Linked DNA regions of Mus musculus: region 2 is linked to region 1. Evidence: chromatin contacts called from public Hi-C data. All regions are on one chromosome and are shown on one strand. Each heading gives the region's core, a stretch centred on a gene start, on an enhancer-like site or on the middle of the called end of the contact. The rest is flanking DNA. Distances are from core to core; before and after follow the strand shown.

Region 1 (3,853 bases), core at 845-3,344:
TAACTTGCAAGAAAACCCCGGGTTCCCCTAGCACTACTTACATTGAGTAAGACGGTGAATTATTGTAGCCCCGGATCTCTGGAGAAGGAATGGGTAGGATAATCAGGGTAGGGTGTTTGTCTTTGTTATTGGTCTGTTGCCTGAAGACACCACTCACGACCAAGGCAACTCTTGTAAAAAGAAGCATTTAATTGGGTCTGCTTGCAGTTTTAGAGGTTTATCAGTCATGGTGGGGAGCATGGCTGTGTAAATGGCGCTGGGACAATAGCTGAGGACCCTATGCTATATCCTGGTGTGCAGGCTGACAGAGGCTCACACTCAGAGACAGAGAGGCAGGGATTGAGAGAGAGACAGACAGACAGACAGACACTGGGCCAGGTGTAAGCTTTTGAAACCTCTAAGCCCACCTCCAGTGACACCTCTCCTCTAACAAATTGCCCAACTCTGGTGACTTAGCATTCAAATATTTGAGCCTAGGGGGTCCATTCTTATTCAAACCACCATGACATTCAAGGGGCAAAGTTGCTCCAGTTAAGAGTACTCTTCTCTTCCAGAGATTCAGTTCCCATCATCTACCTGGCAGTTGTGACACTCAATATGAGTGCTCAAATTTGGGTCATCTCCAAGAGCAGTATGTGTTTGTTCTTTTTTTTTTTTTTAAGATTTTATTTATTTTATGTATATGAGTACACTGTAGCTGTCTTTTAGACACACTAGAAGAGGGCATCCAAACTCATTGCAGATGGTTGTGAGCCACCATGTGGTTGCTGGGAATTGAACTCAGGACCTCAGGACCCCAGGAAGAAGAGTCAGTGCTCTGATTGACCACTGAGCCATCTCTCCAGCCCAGTATGTGTTCTTAACTACTGAGCCACCTCTCTGCCCCAAAGTGTATTTTTAAAAGAGATTTATTTGTTTCAATTATATGAATACACACACTGTAGCTGTCTTTAGACACACCAGAAGAGGGCATTGGATCCCATTACCGATAATTGTAAGCCACCATGTGGCTGCTGGGAATAGAACTCAGAACCTCTGGAAGAGCAAGCAGAACCAAAGTGTTTTTTTGTTTTTAAATATTTATTTATTGCATACATGTGGGTATATTGGTCTTGTCTTCAGACACACCAGAAGAGGGCGCCAGATTTCTTTTTCTTTTTTTAAAATATTTATTTATTTATTATATACACTGTAGCTGTCTTCAGACACACCAGAAGAGGGCATCAGATCTCATTACGGATGGTTGTGAGCCACCATGTGGTTGCTGGGATTTGAACTCAGGACCTTTGGAAGAGCAGTCGGCGCTCCTAACCGCTGAGCCATCTCACCAGCCCCTCTTTTTCTTTTTCTTTTTCTTTTTCTTTTTTTTTTTTTTTACAGGGTTTTCTCTTTGTAGCCCTGGCTGTCCTGGAACTCACTCTGTAGACCAGGCTGGCCTCGAACTCAGAACTCCACCTGCCTCTGCCTCCCAAGTGCTGGGATTAAAGTCGTGCACCACCAAGGCCCTGCGAAGGCGCCAGTTCTCATTGTAGATGGTTGTGAGCCATCACGTGGTTGCTGGGAATTGAACTAAAGACCTCTGGAAGAGCAATCAGTGCTCTTAACCGCTGAGCCATCTCTCCAGACCCAAATTGTATTCTTAGTGTATTTCTGAGAACTTACTTCATACAAATGGCTTTGTTTTTGTTTTTATTTTTATTCTTTTCTTTTCAGGGAAAGGGTCTCCTTATGTAGTCCTAAACTGGCCTTTAATTCATTGCATAGCCCACGCTAGCCTGGAACTCTAGATCCTCTGGTCTCAGCTCCAAAGTGCTAGGATTACAGACGGCAGGCTCCTGGACAAAATATGTTTCTTTTAACTCAGTGCATCTCACAGTGCGTCTTCCAGATCAATTGCTACAGCTACTGACTTAAGTGTCCAAGAAAGCTTGGGTCACACAACGCCACGTGAGCTTGGGCTATCCCGAGCTCCCTCCACCCCCACCCCAGACTCACACGTGTTCGTAGAGCTTTTCTATAAGGCGGGGCACCCGCGGCCCCGCCCTTCTCCACCTCCCACCCCGCAACTACAAGTCCCATCGTGCCCCGCGCTCACGCACACTACGCAAGAGCAAGATGGCTGACACGGCGGCCGGGCCTGGTGGCTCCGGAACGGTAAGGGTGGAGAGGCGCGGCGTGAAGCCGAAAGAGTTTGGGTCTTCTGGATCTCTCCCACGGTTTGGGCCACGGTCTCGAACCGAGAAGCCCAGGCCCGCTCTGAGACCCGGGGCTGGAGAGTATCTCTGGCCGTAGGCGGTCCCCGCTGCTTGGCTTTTGGCAGCGGCCTCCTGAATTGCTGCATCTGAGACTTGATTGGCTTGTTCCTTGTTGAGGTGGGAACCCGGAACTCCTTCTGATTGGTCTGAAGAGGCTGTTTTTATCCTCTTACTGGCCGGCCGAAGTTGGAACTTCGTAAAATATTTACTTGCTCTGCCTTTCTCTGCGGTGATGCCTAGCTCTCCTCTGCATCCTGTGGTGGTAGCTGGTTTAATTTTCCTGGTTACTGAAATGGTGTGATGGGACAAGAAGATAGTAGATTTATTCGCTCAGTACCATCATTCGTGTATATATTCTTCCTTTGCTTTTCCCTCTCTCTTCCTGCCTCCTCTCGCGCCTGCCTCTGCCTCCCGGGTGCTGGGAATAAAGGCGTGCCCACCACAGACCCGCTCCTGTAACTTTGCTCCAGAAAGAAGTGAATGGGGCTGGAGAGATGGTTTAGTGGTTAAGACGGACTTGCTGGTCTTTCAGAGGACCTGAGTTTGGTGGAGTGGCTCACAATCACCTGTAACTCCTGCTTCACGGAATCCGGGCCAGCGCGGCACCTGCACTCGCAGGAACACACACACGCGCGCAAAACACACACATCTAGTGGTTCAAAGTCTCACTCTGGGCTTCTGATTTCCAGAGACCGGGAAGTAAGCAATCCACTAACCCTGCTGATAACTACCATCTGGCCCGGAGGAGGACCCTGCAAGTGGTTGTGAGCTCCTTGCTGACAGAGGCGGGATTTGAGAGTGCCGAGAAAGCGTCTGTGGAGACACTGACAGAGATGCTGCAGAGCTGTGAGTACCAAGAAACACTAGGCCCGCTGTTTCCTTTACAGACCCCCCCCCAGCTCCGTGAACTCCATCCCAGATTCTCTCTCCCCTTCTCTTGGAAGACTGTTAGAGACTCAGCTTCAGGCAGAAGAAACACACATGTCCATTGTAGAATGAGACTGTTTCGATGCTTATACATGTGGGAGAGACACAAATAGCAACCTTGTCATTTCAGTCGTCTGCAGCGGCATTAAGTGGCATTAAGTGTTACACAACTCTCAGCGTTATCCATGTCCAAAGCCCTGTATCCCTGAACAACACTGGATTCGGTCTTCTCCACAGCCCCAAGAACGTCTCCTTTCTGTCTTTGAATTTGTTTTTGTTTTTTAATATAACCCTTCCCCGCTTTGGTTTTTCAAGACAGGGTTTCTCTGTGTACCCCTGGCTCTCCTGGAACTCACTCTGTAGATCAGGCTGGCTTTGAACTCATAGATCCATCTGCCTCTGCCTCCTGAGTGCTGGGATCAAAGGCACGTGCCACCACCACCCAGCCTAATCAATCAATCAATCAATCAATCTCTCTCTCTCAATTTACTTATTCATTTTATGTATATGAATATAATGTAACTGTGTTCAGACATCAGCAGTAAGTCTCAGAGGCTGAAAGCATTCTAGACCCAGATAAGATTGTATGGGTGCTGGAGGCTTCCAGGACTAGACCTAGGTTAGCAGACTGAGGTGGTGAGCCCCGAATCTAACAATTACATCAGGCATCG
Region 2 (3,853 bases), core at 353-2,852, 8.6 Mb before region 1:
ACCCACTGAGCCATCTCACCAGCCCTGGAACATTTATTAAACATTTCCTGGCTGCCTTTTTTTTTTTTTTTAAGATTTATTTGTTGGCGGGCATGGTGGCGCACGCCTTTAATCCCAGCACTCGGGAGGCAGAGGCAGGTGGATTTCTGAGTTCGAGGCCAGCCTGGTCTACAAAATGAGTTCCAGGACAGCCAGGGCTATCCAGAGAAACCCTGTCTCTCAAAACAACAACAACAACAACAAAAAGGTTTGTTGGGGCTGGTGAGATGGCTCAACGGTTAAGAGCACTGACTGCTCTTCCAAAGGTCCTGAGTTCAAATCCCAGCAACCACATGGTGGCTCACAATCATCCCTAACAAAAATCTGATGCCCTCTTCTGGAGTGTCTGAAGACAGCTACAGTGTACATACATATAATAAATAAATAAATAAATAAATAAATAAATAAATAAATAAACAAATCTTAAAAAAAATTATTTGTATGTGAGTACACTGTTGCTCCCTTCAGACAAACCAGAAGAGGGCACTGCATCCCATTATAGATGATTGGGAGTCATCATGTGGTTGCTGGGAATTGAACTCAGGACCTCTAGAAGATCTTATCCGCTGAGCCATCTCTCCAGCCCACATCCTGGCTGCCTTCTTTAAGGTGCTCCACTCCTCTCTTCACTGTAGCTCTTGGAAACCTGTCTTCCACAGTTCTCATCAAATGCCTCCATTGCTCTCCTCCAGCCATGGGGCTTGTTTCCTTGAAATCACCAGGGTGTCCCATCCTTCAGCTTTGTGCATTTTTGGATCTAATGGTTGGCAAAACTAATAAAATTATTAACAGCCTGGGTAGCCCACAAAGCTGCTTTATCTCTGACAAATTTCACACCAACACAGACGAAAGCTTGCCCATAGGCACTTCAGTTACATGATCCAAAGACCACAATGCCATGCGCATTAGGGTAGAATTACATGCACACAGACAGGGGGTGCAGAAGAGCTCCTGGAATCTCAAGTTTGTGTCCAATGACCCACTTCCCCCCTTCTTTCTAATGAGTGACCATTAACAGTGAAGTATATGATTTTGGGGGTCTCTTGCACAGTCACAGTGATTCTGATCTAGATGATGGCTGTTTTTCACATGAACAGTAGTGTTCTAAAAAGCCTGAGTCCAGAGCATCCAACTTTTTGTTGTGTGTACACACCACACGAGATGGAAGTGTTGGAGGAGATTAAACTCAGCTTTGCACATGTTGAGCAAGCCCTGTACCAACTGCGGTCTCTGCTTTGACCTTGCCTGTACCAATCTCTCTGTCGGCTCCTTCTAGCTTGTCTCTCCCAGAGCAGATTTCAGGCTCATGCACAGTACATTCATACTCATTTTCTCTGTAGTATGGACTGGCCTTGAACTCCTGACATCCACCCTGGTTCCAGTAGCTCTGGGTACTCTTCTAGGCTGCTCGCTGTTTGGATGCTCTCTTTAAGCTCCCCTGGTGGCTGCTGCGGTCTTAAGGGAGGCGAGCCTGTCGCCCCGGCAACGGCGTCCGCAGACAGGAAGATGGCGCCCCGCCCGCGCGAGGTGCTGCAAGGCGATTGTCACGTGAACCAGGCGGGACTTCCGTCGCCGCGATATTTTCTTTCCGGTGGTTGGCCGCCTGCTCCTCATCCACCCGGGCCCTGCGCCCTCCGCCCTGCGGCCCAAGCCGCCGGGCCGCTGCCGCCATGAAGAAGTTCTTCCAGGAAATCAAGGCTGACATCAAGTTCAAGAGCGCGGGGCCCGGCCAGAAGCTTACGGATTCCGCAGGGTATGTGACGCTGGTTGGGCGACGGAGAGGGCGAGGGCCAGGGGGCAAAAAGGGCCGGCGGTTGGGTGTCAGGGTCTTTCTAGGCTATGCTTAGCAGGAGTAGATTGGTGGGTGGGGTGTGGAAGATTGTAAGGCAGGGGCGGAGCCTACAATGAGGGCGGGGCGTTGTAGCAGTGGTGGGCGGGGCAGAAGGGAGGGCAGTTGTGTGGTGTAGCACGGGTGGGCGGGGCGCTAAGGGTAGGCGTGGGCGGTCGTGGCCAGGGCGCGTTGGTCACTGCTTAGAGACTCTTGGTTCTGGGTGGTGAGAAGGGACGGGGCAATGCCCAGAATTTAGCTAAGAGAAGAGCCGCCTAAAGGTGTGGCCTTGGCGAAATGTGGGTAGGAAGGACCTAAGAGAAGGTGTGGGAAGAAGGTCTGTGAGAGATGTTAAGACTTCTTTGTAGGTTGTGTGGTAATCTGGGAGGGGTTGGGGAGTGAGAGAGGATTATAGAAGGATCTTGGAGGAGTGTGGAAACCAGAGAGGCCCAGACCCAGAATGTTGTTGAGTGGTTGGGGTGACAGGTGAAGATGGGATCTCTGTGGGGGCCTTGGCAACTCCGGGTCTTCCAGGAGTACTTTCCTGGAGTTCTTTCCGGAGAACTTTGTGTTCTGGAGAGGGAGGTAAGGCATGTTGGAGCTGCTCAGAAGGGGTGAAGTAGAGATTGGAGACAGCTACAGGCTACCAGGGAGTAGTCTGCAGGAAGTATATGTGGAGGAAAATGACAACCAGCGACTGGGGCTGAATGTGAGGAGAAGGAGGGGCCTGCAAGCCAGGGCTAGAAGGGAGGTAAACACACCAGGGTACAGCTACAAATAGTGGGGCAGTTTCAATGATGAGAGGAACATGGAGGTTCAAAGGATCCTCAGGCCAGAAGTTGGAGGGGATGGTCCAGTGTCCGTGATCTGTGTGTGATCTATAAAAGTAAATGTCACTTTTATTTCCTCAGATGAAGTGATGAGAGCTGCAACCATGCTCTGTGAACACAACACACTGCTTGGGCTGAGCTCAGAGCATTATCCATGTTCTAACAACTATCCCAGGAAGCTTCTAGCATCTGTACAATCTAATTAACCAAGCTGACTAATTCAATTTGGCTTCTCTCAATTTCTCACTGAAGTGCTCTGCTTGGACTCAAACTAAGTCTGGCAGTCTCTTCTAATCTTCTGGTTCCTTCTCATTCTCTCGCTGCAACCTGCCTCTGAACTGCACTGGCAGGCTGAACTGCTTTCAACTCTCTCTCTCTGTGCTGCCTTTTGAGTCCTCTCTTTCCTGACTGTTCTCAGAGTTGGGTGTAATCTATCCCTGACTCATTCTGTCAAATTTTTCTGATTCGTCACTGTCTGCCACTCAATTAGATGCCACTTTCAAACATGACTTCTTCCTTCTACAAACTAACCTTACCTACATTGTTAGGGATTAAAGATACATACTATGGACCTGTCTGCATTCCAGCAAGAGAGATTAAAGATTTGTTGCATGTCTGCATTCCTCCCACATGTTGCTTGATTAAAATTCCTCTATACACCGTTTTGCAAAATTGGGTCCCTATGTCTGTTCAGGGAGAAGACCACCAAAGGAAAGTCACCACAGCTGGCCCTCCGGCAGCCCCGTCAGGGCCCCACTGATGAGGCACAGATGGCTGCCGCTGCTGCCCTGGCCCGGCTGGAACAGAAACAGCCCCGAGCCCGGGGCCCTACATCTCAGGACTCCATCCGGAACCAGGGTGAGTTCTGCTCTAGGTGGCATCTGGGGCAGACTGAATCCAATGGGAAAGGGTCCCCAGAGGGTAGCTCTGAGTCCCATGTGGCAGAGACACCATTAGTTCTTGCTTGGATGGAGACTTGGAGAAGCAGGGACTAGATTCTACCTCCTGGACATTGGGAGGGAGAGTTGCTAGCTCTCAGACCAGCCCCCTCCCCACCCCCCAACTCCCACCTTTGCACCCAGAGGCTCAGCCTCTGGGTTCAGGATGGGTCCTTACTCTGTCCATATCACCCCTTCCTACTCTCAGTGAGGAAGGA

Evidence for each region. A called contact is a pair of places that touch in the nucleus more often than the background predicts.
Region 2: a contact with region 1 is called in a Hi-C map of CD4 T cells, with 7 times the contacts expected there. The contact joins the promoter of Ubxn6 here to the promoter of Taf8 in region 1. A contact is called at or near these places in 1 of 39 promoter capture datasets (cranial neural crest) and 1 of 484 Hi-C or Micro-C datasets (CD4 T cells).

The regions. Positions count from the first base shown.
Region 1 is chr17:47,500,532-47,504,384 of GRCm38.p6, reverse strand. Taf8 (TATA-box binding protein associated factor 8) reads left to right here and starts at 2,094. Exons shown (of 9, transcript NM_022015.4): 1 at 2,094-2,154; 2 at 2,945-3,101. The coding sequence starts at 2,116.
Region 2 is chr17:56,072,775-56,076,627 of GRCm38.p6, reverse strand. Ubxn6 (UBX domain protein 6) reads left to right here and starts at 1,602. Exons shown (of 11, transcript NM_001379361.1): 1 at 1,602-1,792; 2 at 3,392-3,555; 3 at 3,844-3,853. The coding sequence starts at 1,710.